Regions from separate parts of the Bombyx mori genome. Here region 1 is linked to region 2. Evidence: chromatin contacts called from public Hi-C data. All regions are on one chromosome and are shown on one strand. The core of a region is the stretch at or near the end of the contact, and the rest is flanking DNA. Distances in the headings are between cores, read along the strand shown.

Region 1 (4,013 bases), core at 1,181-3,680, 58 kb after region 2:
AGTTTTATAACGTTCTCGAACGCGCCAAACTTAGCACAAATTTTTATGGAGTTGGAGACGTTTGCCTACGTTTGCCACTAGGGGCGCTGTTAACAACGCCCCAACGCCCCCGGGTTAGAGCGTAGAGCCCCGAGAGCCCACCTACTGGTTAGGTTACGCTGGCATAGCCTCTCAAAGCGACCACATAAGTAGGTAAAAAAAAATATTGTCAGTAATCATAAGCATTTTTAGAGCATTTAAGGTTTAATACGATTAAGCTACTATTAATGTCGAAGACTGTGATACAATAAAGTGTAAAATTGGGATCGTGGCGCATCAAATAAAACTATTCCACTGTTACACTTTTATTGTTCTCTTCTAAAATCTATTGTTATTATAATTAAAAATTTACTGACATCTTTTTTAGCCTTGCTCATTCAATCGTCTTCGCCATCTTGCTTTTCTCTGTCATTCTCTTTTCCCTTTCTTACCGTTTCCTCTCACTCACATCTTAACGACTCTTTCATACGTTCCATTCTTACCAATCCTACAGAAGTATATTTTATTTTTTAAATACGTAAGTGGTACAAATCAGGAGAAAAATAACGAGTCTTTTTAGGTTATTACGAGCCTCTAACAATATTTGATGCATTGCACATAACAGAATCAATACATAATGATTAAGTCATTGTAAAAATTAACGAATACAAACGCACAGACAAACAGGCGAGACAAGAGTTTGTAGGTAGACAATAAAACCTTACTCTAATCGATATCGAACGATAAAAATCGATTTTAAAATTGTTTAATTTGAAATATAATGCTATCTACAATGTTCTCTGTGTTTATAACCGCGCTAGGATTATCACAAACTTACGGTTTTTGTATTAAGCCTGCTACACGATGGTGTAGAATAAATATGGCATTAATAATTAGATTTTTTTTTGTAGCCTTTTTTAATTGAAGACGGTTATTTAAACATACTGCAACGCAGGGCAGGGCTTGTTTCCTTTCGCTAGATAATTTGTGAACTAACTTCAGTAACCTCTACATATGTACCAAGCAGAATACATTAACAAATATCTCTAGTGATGTCCATCTATTTACTATTACATCACACGATGACTAACACGTTTTAAAGAAAACAAAAACGTATTCGTATCGTTAATCTTATCGATAATACATTTATTAACCGAATTATCGATGTTCGGTGACGTCAGCAGATAAATTTTATCGCGAAAAAAAAAAACTAAAATTTGCATGGCGACCGAACGTTGCACTTCAAGCCGGAATTAAAATTGATAACGCGGTTGCAGTTCTTTTTTTTATTGCTGACAAAACTACCTGTTTTCATTACAAAAATGTAGGTACATATATTAATTCAATTAAAACACCTACGACTTTTAATTTTAAAACTAAAATCAACGTGGATGCGCCTCCACTCCGTGAAGATGACGAATCATTTATCTAAACATATATTATTGCTCACCCTAATCTAATTTCTGTATTCGTTACTAGTAGGACCGGAGAAGAACGCATATCCGCGTATACTAAAGCATATAATATGTTCCTAAAAACTTCGAAAGACAAAAATAATTTAAAAACTCCGAATAATTTTGAGTTAAAATGACTCTGTGAAGAAATAAACGAATTTGCATTAAAAATTATCATTTAATTTACATTTTCATGACATTTGTCTCAAAGTTTAAAGAGCATTATTGAGGAGGAGCTCAAAATATAGCGAACTAACTTAGGAGACTTAAGAGACTCGGATAATAAAATTACATCGACATTACAATTGCACAGCGGTGAGTAACAGACAAAATAAAAAAAATATATATGTAACAATATTTCAATACATTATTCACAAGTGCCGATCCAAGTCGTCATTGAAATGACATAATTTCCTGTTTATTATCATCATCCCATTCAATATTTTTCGTTCAACAATTAATTGTCATCTGTTCAATATTTAATTCGAGCCATTTTTAATGACAGGTGTATCTACAGCTAGTATCTACAGCTTATGTGTCTTGTACAAATACCTGTCTTGCGCACTCATTATTTCTGACGATTTTTTTTAGGTGAAAACATACATGAATAACGCTTGTATTAAAATTATAATTATTTTCAACTTTAATAACACAAAAAATATTAAATATAAAAACGTGTTTCACAAAAAAAACCTTTTTTTTCTCGCTTAAAAACAATTAATACTCCCAACTTAAATCAAACAATTAACAAAATTGCGAACAATTAAAAAACACGACCACAAACCTTAGTCGATGAAAAAATCTAGCCGGTCCCGTTGATCACAGCACTATTCGATAAATCACAACAGCACTATATCGAAATTGCTACACGAAACTATCGATAGTCGATAGACGGAGCGGCTCGGCACGCGTGCGAACGATGCCAGTATTACAATTAGACTGACGCTATGTAGAAGTTATGACTTGATATGTCGCTTGCAAACGACGCGTGCAAGTTTCGCGACACAAACACAGCCTTGGCGGCACATTTCTAGACAGATCTTCATTTTTACGAGTGAATAGGTAATGAAGAATGCATTCGAGATGCGCATTTATCACACGCTCAGAGTCTGCAGCGGCTTCGGTCGGAATAATAATGAGACAGATATAATTTTTATTGCTGCATTAACAAGACGGCCTATCTGGTGAGCTCAAGACACATGAATGCCGCCGCCCACTTTGAGACATGAGGTCCAAGTCTCAATAGCATTGTGTAATAGCTCTCCCATGTTACAAGCCGGAACTTAGTCGCCGAAATAAGCAAGCAGATACTACCTATATATTTCGGCAGATTCCATTAGATGCCGATTGGTGATAGAGCATACCATACCAGTAAAAATGTCTTAACATTTGCTCTTATCTTCATGTCTTCTTGACATTTCGAGGGGAACCCGACCAAAGTCAGGATCACATCATTCAACTAACATGATTCAAAATTATTGTAACCAAACCTCTCAACTGTTTTAACATATACATATCTATACAACGGATTTTAACAAATAAATAGTATTCTAACTAAAAATATTATCATATCATCATTCTCCCAGTCATCTGTTGTGGGCGCAACAAGTTGTCTCTTTCCATACTCCTATATCATTTATTCGCTCACTCGCCTCTTACACATATCGTCATACTACACATTTATAACTAAAAAATATGAATCGACATTAAAAGAAGTTTATCTCGAAGAATATGTCTTAGTCTTCACATAGTCAATAGCGTTGTACAAGCCGCAGCCCAATCAAATTTAACATCAACACGGCGATCCCAATTAAGCACTTTACGCCAACCACTTGGCTCCCTCGCGTCGTGATTTCTGCCCGTTTCGGCTTTTTCGCACCGAATCCGGTTCGCCTGGCCATCGGGCTGTCCTTGAACGTATAGAATACAATGACACACACGCTGACCTCTTAATAATCTTGTTCTCATCTAAAAATCAAGGCTTAGGTAATGTCGTGAAAACTAAACAAGAGATAATCTTGTATATTTTTATTGTTGTTGTTTCTATTCGTTTTCTTTGTGAGTCAGGACAGCCGCTTACATAATGGCTATTGAGATTTTCCTCCCGGATTCTGCTGCAAGCCCATCCCGTTCCATTTAAAATCATATCCAATTCAAAATCCAATCTAAGCCTATCCAATCCTATAGCCTATCCAATTTAAAAAGTTTTGTTTTTTTTAGGATTTAAGGATTACTGGTGGCCCGGAGGCCTTTCCAATTTCACCAGGGCAGGTGGGCGAGCAAAGGCTCAGCCAGGAGGGGTGGGATTTCCTAAAAGCTGCCCGAGCGCCTCCGAAGGAGACCTAACAACTCAAAAGCAGCTGCTTCGCGAATGAATTTACTACCGGATCGGAATCGCGACCCGCTGAGAAGATCCGGCGAGAAACTCAGCGGGCTGATGCATGGGTTAAGTTGCACGTCGAGCTCTTTGTCGAGTTCGACGAGTACGGTTACCGGAATCCCTAAGCCTAGTGTTAGAGCTGAAGGCGTCTAATGCAAAGG
Region 2 (4,311 bases), core at 183-2,682:
ATTAATCTGCAACTTGTTCAACTAATCTACTAAACTATATGAAAATATAAGTTTTTATCATGCGGCGTCTTAATAATTTTTTTTTTATTACTTAGATGGGTGGACGTGCTCACAGCCCACCTGGTGTTAAGTGGTTACTGGAGCCCATAGACATCTACAATGTAAATGCGCCACCCACCTTGAGATATAAGTTCTCAGTATAGTTACAACGGCTACCCCACCCTTCAAACCGAAACGCATTACTGCTTCACGGCAGAAATAGGCAGGGCGGTGGTACCTACCCGCGCGGACTCACAAGTGGTCCTACCACCAGTAAAAGGAAAGATAATAAATGACTTATTTAGAATCTTATTTTTAAATTGAATATCAGACTCTTAATTCAGTTTGAGCGAAACTTATATATATAATTTTAAGGTGTAGTATTGTTTTTACATAACCGTGTCACTGTTTCGAATCAAGGTTGAGTATTTTTAGTTTCGCTTGAGCAATTAACAAAAAAGCATCACTAATTAACTTATTAAACAGCCTTCGCACTAATCATTATTGAGTTTTTACGCAGTTCAAGGCTGAGTTAAAAACAATTTTTGAGTATTAAGTGTGAATGCTGTCTTGATCACTGTGTTTCGTTTCTTAGTATTATTATTCGTTGTAATTAACTTGCATGTACTAAGCTTTGTACATTACTAGCGACCCGCCCTCGCTTCGCTTCGGAAACTGTTATTTATTATTAATTTCTCCACTATTTAATGGATGTTATTCTATATAAAAACCTTCCTCTTCAATCACTCTATCTATTTAAAAAAACCGCATCAAAATCCGTTGCGTAGTTTTAAAGGTTTAAGCATATATAGGGACAGACAGATATAGGGACAGAGAAAGCGACTGTTTTTAGTGATTGTAATGAAGTATGTAGGTATTTTCTTCTGACTCACGAATTGTGGACATAATTACAACTAATTTCACGATTTAATCTCATCTTAACTTCATTAAAGCTGTTAAGTATATTATGCATATATTTGAAACATCGGAAATAATATAACAAAAATCGTAAAAGTAAAATTTCAACGTAGAATTGCCTTTTCATTTTTATAAAGTTGATTTAATGTAAAGAGGCTACAGAATTACTTTGATTTATTTTCAATTTCCTACTTCGAAAACACGAATGAAACATATACGAGTATATTCAAACCCAGCAGAAACTAATTTCACCCTAATATACTACAATATGCTCATAAAATATTTCACTACCCATCCCGCTACCCATCAATGTTTGTCTAATACGAAAAATTTTAAACCTTTGTCTGTGTACTGTGATAAAGACTTACCCTAACAAAAATCAGCATCCTGGTGTCGCCAATCCTGTATTTTCCCTCTGAGACCCTGACCATAGGGAACTGCGTGGGGCAGGAGCATCGCTCCACCAAGTCCCTGACTCTCTCGTCCAAACTCCTCAGATCGTTGGTCACCAATTGGGGCTGGGGCCCAGTAGGCACTGTCAATCCTAGAGCAGAATCATCGGGCCGTAACTCTTCCCCTGCCAATTCTCTCTCAATCTGCTTCTCCATCTGCACTAGTAGAGGTGCTGGCATACCAAGCACGGCTCCCTTCCTGGCTACCTCGAGCAAGCAGAGAACGACGTGCTTTTCATTTTTCCTGAGACATAGATCGTCAGTTTCGAAGAGTAGGCACTCTAAAATGCCGAGCGCCTTACGACACCAGTCGATGAAGTTGGAGAGGTTGTCTCTGGCGAAGAACGTGCCGGCTTTGGCGGCCGGGAGCATGTTGACCGGGGGACGGGAGCGCAGTGCTTTTGCCAGAATGATGGCATCTTCGGCCTCCGGTTGTGGAGCGTCGAGGATCAACTTAGCGGAGTCCCTCACGGCGTTCGCGTGCTGTAACAAACAGAAGAAAAGTTCTTTACTTATTGATCTCAAGCTTTTTATTAATGTCAGGTAATCATCTTCATTACTAAGTTCATGTTGAAGTCGTCGTGGCCTAAAGGATAAGACGTTATATTTATATCGACCGATGCGACTGTGCCAGTGTTCGAATTCCACAGACAGGTGCAATTTTTTGCCAATAAAATACGTGCCTAACGAATGACTTCCACGACAAAGGAGCAATATCGTGAAGTAAAAATAACGGCCTTATTATTTATATTGCAATATAATTGCTTCACAATTAGATACAAGTGCAGTGATGTAATCTAAGCTTAGAGTGTATTATTTAAAATAATGACTCTTTATAAAGGTGTGATAAATACTGCTAAATTAACATACAAGATTGATAGTTTAGTATAAGACTGAGATTTAAATGCGTGTAAAATATAGTTGACAGTAAATATGAATCGATTACAAAGAAGTTAATATTTGTATTGAGCATTTATATTTATATTATTAAAACTCAAACAACCTTAATTTTCGAATGAAGACATATATAGAGAATTTTCATTCTTATTAAAACTTTTACGTCTCGTGGACAGTTTTCTACTTTTGATGTACTATTTTTACGGAAGGAATAAGCAGCATCCTATTATAAATTAGTTGGATTCAATTCGGCCTACCACCATATAGAGTTATCTAGAGAGGAACATACAATTTCAGGAAAAAAAAAAAAAAAGTGTGTTCCCACTAATAATGGCTACAGGAGAATCACAATATCGTTCCTGCACGCGGTCTAGGTTCGGCTTCAGTAGATTTCAATTTATCAAAGTTAATATGCAGACAGGAATGTGTGCCAAGCTAATCTGCCCTTGTAACTTGATTTATAACTTAACTTATGCAAGCTCAACAAGTTAATGAAGCTTACTTGTCTACGAGCGAAGTGAGATGATGGAAATGGAGACATTTTATACAGCATAAGTGACTTTAAAACAATTACTAGAACCTAAGCTACAAACAATATGTTTTTAGTAGGTACCCACTTTCTCATTCAAAAATATGTCCGGGATATGAATGACTTGACATAAAACGAATTACTACTTGTTCTCGAATGTCAATCATTTTATTTAATCTGAACGTCTCCTTGCTCGTATGGATAAGGAATCTGACTATTGTACCACTGTGTTTGAATTCAATTTCACGTCGGAGCTTAGTATCTTTCTAGATTCTTGTCGGATATTTTATTCCGATAAACAGGAGGAGGAGGAAAGGATAACGAATTAGCATCAGTGAGACATTCTCTATATGTTGGCATAGATTTTCTCCCATGTTACTGGTGTTAAAAACCCATTAGTAAGCGGAACAAACACGCTCAGATGCTGAATGTTTACAAGTTTTGCAATATTTTACATTAATCCTATAACATTTAAAATTTACTGACTCAAATTACCTCCTCCGAGTCCCGTGGCTTCATAGCCCAAAACGCCACGGGCGGCGCAATAATACCACGCCACATTATCATCATTATCCTGCCCTTCTCCCAGTTACCTGGGGTCGGCGCAACATGTTTTCTCCTTCCATACTCTTCTATCATATACCATTTCTTCGCTCACTCCCCTCTTACACATATCGTCTTTCACGCAATCCATCCATTTCTTCTTAGGTCTACCTCTTCCTCTATATCCTTCCACATTCAAAGTTAACATTCTTTTACCAACCTCATTTTCATTTCATCTCATCACAATATGTCCATACCATCCCAAACGCGCACAACGAGAGAATATTTACAGTTTCCGATTTCTCATTAAAAGAATACATGAATTGTAATTTAAACTTTAAAATATATTTCTTTTTTTGTAGTACCTCACGCAAATTAAAAATATTTACAACTCAAAAGCCGAATATAAAACTAATAGTAAGATTGTTGCGACACCTCGCAGCGAAGCCCACGGATCGATATTTAACAAATCGACTAAGTTCATTCGATTGTTTCGTTTTTTTTTTTAAATCGACTACGCTAATTAGACCAAGGCTTCTCTAGACGGGCGCCCACGCGAACTTTTTGTAGCACACTGTTTCAATCATGAATTTGGGCGGCTCCGACTGACAGTTGATATGAGACAGTGCTTAACGAAATTAACATGATTATGAAATATAGCCGATGAATTATCATCAAACCAAATCTCGGAGGAGGCCGTAGTTGGTTTCAGCTTTATACACACCATATACCATTCCATCAGCTTGCCTATGTTCTTTTTTTGACATAATTGTTGTTCGACTTTCCGAGGGATGATTATGAAAATAAACTTGGATTAGAAAAACTCGTATATTCAATAAAAAATCAATAATCTACGGATGGTGTCACTTATGACAAGGGTACCATGACAACGGATTTGCGTATTACAACGCTCTCTAGTGACGGTTTTAGGAG

What was found. A called contact is a pair of places that touch in the nucleus more often than the background predicts.
Region 1: a contact with region 2 is called in a Hi-C map of whole pupa, with 1.5 times the contacts expected there. The contact joins the promoter of LOC101741675 here to the enhancer-like site in region 2. A contact is called at or near these places in 5 of 7 Hi-C or Micro-C datasets (middle silk gland, midgut and whole pupa).

The regions. Positions count from the first base shown.
Region 1 is chr16:842,670-846,682 of ASM3026992v2, forward strand. LOC101741675 (GAS2-like protein pickled eggs) reads right to left here and starts at 2,431. Exons shown (of 5, transcript XM_038016552.2): 1 at 2,257-2,431. The region is part of intron 1 of LOC101740827 (vitellogenic carboxypeptidase); the gene reads left to right.
Region 2 is chr16:785,804-790,114 of ASM3026992v2, forward strand. All of the region lies in intron 1 of LOC101740827 (vitellogenic carboxypeptidase), which reads left to right. LOC101741675 (GAS2-like protein pickled eggs) reads right to left here. Exons shown (of 5, transcript XM_038016552.2): 3 at 1,326-1,892. Among protein-coding and RNA genes, the nearest start is that of TRNAG-UCC, 8.7 kb to the right of the region's middle. Within about 2 kb of position 1,433, at least 2 of the 8 cell types and tissues checked have open chromatin away from gene starts, as enhancers often do.